Regions from separate parts of the Gossypium hirsutum genome. Here region 1 is linked to region 2. A link is a contact called in public Hi-C data. All regions are on one chromosome and are shown on one strand. The core of a region is the stretch at or near the end of the contact, and the rest is flanking DNA. Distances in the headings are between cores, read along the strand shown. Region 1 holds the start of LOC107948290 (CAAX prenyl protease 2). Region 2 holds the start of LOC107948468 (uridine nucleosidase 1).

What was found. Hi-C and Micro-C count contacts between places; a contact is called where the count stands out from the background.
Region 1: a Hi-C map of leaf shows a contact between it and region 2, with 3 times the contacts expected there. The contact joins the promoter of LOC107948290 here to the promoter of LOC107948468 in region 2. A contact is called at or near these places in 10 of 34 Hi-C or Micro-C datasets (anther, callus, hypocotyl and 1 more).

Annotation. Positions count from the first base shown.
Region 1 is chrA04:50,362,356-50,365,055 of Gossypium_hirsutum_v2.1, reverse strand. It overlaps LOC107948290 (CAAX prenyl protease 2), which reads left to right and starts at 1,425. Exons shown (of 7, transcript XM_016882785.2): 1 at 1,425-1,806; 2 at 2,124-2,183. The coding sequence starts at 1,597. It overlaps LOC107948291, which reads right to left and starts at 1,348. Exons shown (of 6, transcript XM_016882788.2): 1 at 928-1,348; 2 at 134-795; 3 at 1-49. The coding sequence starts at 21.
Region 2 is chrA04:49,779,062-49,781,761 of Gossypium_hirsutum_v2.1, reverse strand. It overlaps LOC107948468 (uridine nucleosidase 1), which reads left to right and starts at 1,427. Exons shown (of 9, transcript XM_016883026.2): 1 at 1,427-1,774; 2 at 2,181-2,296; 3 at 2,380-2,439; 4 at 2,648-2,700. The coding sequence starts at 1,654.

The DNA of each region.
Region 1 (2,700 bases), core at 176-2,675, 580 kb before region 2:
CGAACACCAAGATGATAGCATTGCTCATAAATGGATCATTGATTATGGCCTGGAAAAAAATTATTAAGAACTAAAAAGAGACTATGTACAACCATATTGGCTAACAAGTTTGTGCTTGTTCTAAATTTACAACCTGAAATTCCTGTTTAGCTTGGCGAATCCTCTCTCGGTCCAAGGAATCAACAACGTAGATTCTGTTCTAAATTTCACACGACCACTTTGTTCAAATAATAGCTCCTCCGTGGACAAACAAAACAGAAAACCATCAAAAGGAGAAAGCCTCAATCATGTAAATCAACCATATCTAAAACCAAGTTGCCTACCGATAGTGGGAACAGTTGATAAAACTGCTCCAATAATGAAATCGAAATACAAACAATATGCTGCTTAAAATCCATTAAACGAAAGTATTAGGAACTCATTAAACGAAATACAAACAATATAGCACAAACTATAATTCCTAAAAATCAAAACGCTAAAACAGATTTTAAAAAATGAAGCCAGAATTTAAAAGAGCTTATCTCGGAAATGATTTGGCAAGCTCTAATCATGCGGTTTTATTAGCTGCAGTAGCCCCAACCAAAAGGAACTTCAAAAATTCCTCCAATAACTCATTACTAGCGGAAGTGTCGTTGGGATCTCGGGCCAGGACCTTGCTGAAACAAAGCATACAACACATTGCACGGTGGCGGTTCACTTTAGAATTTGAAAGAGAGGGGTCAGTGTCTTGGTGAAGGCGACAGAGAATTGATGAACGGAAGGGGATTTCGAATGGACGGCTGAGAGCTCCTTCAACTTAAATTCCAAAACATCAGCAGTATTGTCTTCATAGAAATTTATGCAAGAAATTCCAAAGTCATGAAGAATTAAAACAGAAAGGCAAGTAGATGGAAATAAATGATTGAGAAGAAGTTGAGAAAACTTTACCTTGGGTACGTTGAAGGAAAGAATGAGGCTTCAGAGTCACATGAGAAACAGATAAAGATGGCTTCTGCGAAATGAAACATGTATGTTAGGTGTTGAAATTAAAAAAAATAAAGAAAGAGGGGAAGATGATGAAGAAGACGGTGGCGGAAGAGAGAAACTTAAAAGCGTGTTTTGAGGAGGGAGAGGCTGGAGGTGACTTCGCTCGCAGGTTCTGTTTGATGTTGGGAGGGAGAGGCTGGAGGTGGATTTCTAGTTGGGAGGGCAAATTAGGGCTAAGGCTGTAAAACGGGTGTAAACTGAGGAGGAGGCAGGGATTACAAAACAGAGAATTTCGGGGATTAGGAAAGTAACGGATTAGAGGGGGATTAGCAATACATTGAACCAAACGGCAGATTAGAGGGAGATTAGGTGGGGCCCACCGATTAGCCAATACACCCAACCAAACATGGTGAAAGTGTTAATGAGGGGTTCTTTTCGGCCCAAATTTACTTTGAGGCTTTGAAGTGACCCAAAAACCCTCAAACAAGAACCGCCCCAAGTCAAAACCCGAAGCCCCTTCTCACTGAAAGGGTATCAAACGGAGAAGATATTGAACCGGAACCGGCTTTTCTTTCCCACCTTCTCTTCCTCTCTCCGGCGATCCTGGCTGCCGCCTCTTCGAATCCAGACATGGAAGAGAGCGAAGGTAGGTTATCGAAGCTAGTAGCGGTGATTGCTTGCATCGCTATGACACTGTTTTATGTTTCTATTCTTTACGCTCCCACTCTGATCCTCCGCCTCCCGCCTCCCCAATCCTACGAGAATTTCATGATCCGACGGTTCATTTGCGCCGCCGTTTGCTCCGTCGCGTCCGTTATTTTCTGCGCTTTCGTCCTTCCGGTATACCTCTTTCCTTTGTCTCTCATTTTTATTTCACTCATTTATTATTATATAATTATGAACTAAGTTGAGATTTCTGTCATTCTGTGAAGTAAGTGGAAACTTAATTCATTGAGCTAAAAAGTGAACTCATATATAATTAGAGATGAGCGAAATATTGAATTGTTAACATGCATTGAACTAAAGCCATTTAACATTTTCATGTGAATGTAAAATCATCCATTTTGCGTTTTACAGAAGTGCTATTATTTGTTTTTATATCCAAAACACGTTTGTTCCTTTTTTTTATTATTCTAACAATGTTCGATTATGCGTAGATAACAGGTGGGGAGGCATCTTACTCGTTTGGGGTTTATGGCATTCGATCGGATCATTTTGTAAGAATCATACTTATGGAGTATATTTCCTACATTTTTGTTATGGATTTATTATTTATGTTTATGATCTGCTGGTTCAAAATCAGTTCTTGAAATGCAATTTTATGTGTGAAACAGTGGCAAGCAATCGTCTTTCCTCTTTTCTTGACTTCTCTTATGTATGCTGGATCTTTGATATTCAAGTCCATGTTATTGGTAAATAAGTGGAAGGAGCATAGACATCAAGAGGGAGAGCCACTGTTAGGTTGTATAAAAAGTACCCTTCTTAGCCTCCCGGTCCAGATGTCTTCAGTAACTTCCAATGTTTTATTCTGGAGGAATTTTATTGTGGTTAGTATGCTTACCACTTAAATTTCTTCATCTTTTGAGTGAATGCAAATAATTGTAAGGTCTATAAATAGGGTGTGTTTGCAATATTTTATTGTTGAAAAGGTTGCATTGTGCTTGCTTATTCTAGAAAGTAGTCTTGCAAATGGATTGAATATTGTGTTACATGTCCTGCTTATTGTTCAATGTT
Region 2 (2,700 bases), core at 178-2,677:
ATTGAAATGGTAAGTACTTAGATGAAAATAAAGATTTTGCGAAAATTTTATGATCCTGATTTAATTCTGGTTAGTTTTTAATGTATGTTTGGGGCTTCAAGGGCCCAATAGAGAGACGTTATGATTATCTTCAAAATATGAATAATAAATGATCAGAATTATCTAAAAATGTTCAGTAAACTCCGGTAATACGTCGTACCTATTCCGGCAATGGATACGGGTAGGGGGTGTTACAAAATGTGCATTTTTAATACATTTTTTTATAATTTTTGGGATTTTAGTTTTTAGTATATGGTACATGGAATGTCACATCAGTATACTTGTCTGGATGGTACTTCATATGTTATTGTAGATTTTATCAGTCACGTAAGTGTCTATTAATAATCAAATTGATTAATGATAGTTTTCATTATCGGAAGGGCCTAACTAATTTTATTTTAGTAATTGAGAGCTGAATTGATTTTGTTTTAATACTAATAATTTTTTAATAAATATTTTTCAATATTCAAAATTTAATAATAAAATAAAAATAATTCAAAAACCAATTTAATAATATAATAAATAATAAAAATTATTTTTATCAATTTAATTTTATTCTAAACTCGTACCTTATATAAATTCTAGATAATAGTTCAAATAAATAAAATTTATATGCATATTATATAACCATAAATATTACATAGAAATAAACAGAAGAAAAATATCACATACAAATTCATATGCATATACGCATCATATAATAATATTAATTATTTATATATATTATATAATCCAAATACAATATATCTATTAAAACAAATTTATATTGTGTAAATATGATGCAAAATCATAGTCTACAAATTTATCGTGCCCAAAGTCTTTTATATTGAATTTTCTTGGCCGCCAATGTTGTGAAATTGAAGCATTCAGTTGTTTTGGAATTTCAATATATCTCATAAATAATTCTCAACCTAACAATTCTTACACAACTTGTTGTATTAAAATTGTTAATTATATACATTGTCTTAGATATGAAACAGTTTTAAAATTTATAGTAAATATTTATCCATTAATCAACATTTATCTCCCAATTATCAAATCTTTCTCATTTAAATGTTGGTCACAATTCCAATTTAATAGTTGCATATGAATCATGATGATTATACATAAAGGATAATATAAAATAGATGCATCATCATCAGCATCGTCTATGAAATTGTACCTTCACCCAACCAATGACTACTTTTTTTTAAATTAAACAACAGGTTGTCCTCCCTTTTTCTGAATAATTATTATTTCTGCTCTGATCCCATACGATACGGTCCAAGATTAGGACCACTCACATTAACCCACGTTGCCATTTACCATTCGCTGTTACAAATCAATTATGCTGACGTCAGCATACCCCCACCTTAAGGCGCTTTAAACTAGTATTAAAGGAGGAAGTAACATCATATCCCATAAACCAAAATAAAACACATCTTTGTTTGGTGTTCTTCTTGGGGGGACTCTCTGTTGGCATCGCAGAGCGGCCTACCTCTTCCTCTTCCTCTTCCTCTACGACAATTAAAACAAGAAATTCAAATCTCTCAATTGTTTTTTTATTCACATCCATATTCATTAAAATCTTAGATTAGATTATTACCACTTTGTGTTTTTCTAATTGCGTTGAATATGGATTATGAATTAAAGAAAGATTGTCACGATGGAATTGTCGTTAATGGCGGAAGCGATGGCCTTTTACTCTCACATGCCAACAGGAACAAGCTCATTATCGATACCGATCCCGGGATTGGTCAGTTTCGCTCCTTTTTATTTATTTACTTTTTCTCTGGTTGGCTGCCAATTTAGTTGCATAAACTAGAATTATAATGAAATAGGAAACAATTTTACTTTTTCAATTTATATTTGTCCTTGGAGTTTTACTTCGGGATAAGCTATAAAGTTTCATTTAAAAAGCTACGTTGACTCTCTCTGTCTATATAGAAAAGTTTTATTCGAGGGGCGTGTGATGAGATCTATATAGGAAAGTTTCGGGTTTTGATATGTATATAATGAAACCGGAAAATTTTTATTAAATTATACAAGGAAGTGAAAACAATATGGAGTGGATTGATTGATTGGCAGGATTAGATATGTAGAGATTTTGTTTGAGTTTGACCCTGAACAATGTATGAATGCGTTTTTCATTTGATTAACAGATGATAGCATGGCGATCTTTATGGCATTTCAAAATCCAGAATATGAGATCTTAGGTTTGACCACCATATTTGGCAATGTCCAAACCGAAGATGCCACTCGTAATGCCTTACTTCTGGTACGTGCTTCTCCTTTCTGGTTTTCATATGCATTTGGAATACGTTCATGATTTTATCCTCTTTTCGAGGTGCAAAAGGATAGTGTGAAATCGCAGGGCGTCCTGATGTTCCTGTAGCACAAGGCAGCCCCGAGCCGCTTACGGTAAATGCTTCAGTTTTCCCTTTCCTAAATTACAATGTAATTCCATGGGAATACTAATGGGCCTCGCTGCAATTGTTAACTTGCTTTATTGTGCTTTGATATTCTTCCTTTTTTTTTCTTTTTTTTCCTTTTTTTTTTGGGGGGGGGGGGGCAATTACTATATCTTTTATTTACCATAGCCTAATTGTGGTTGGTTTGTATGGAAAAGGGTGGGAGGCCGAATGTTGCCGACTTTGTTCATGGCTCTGATGGACTGGGGAA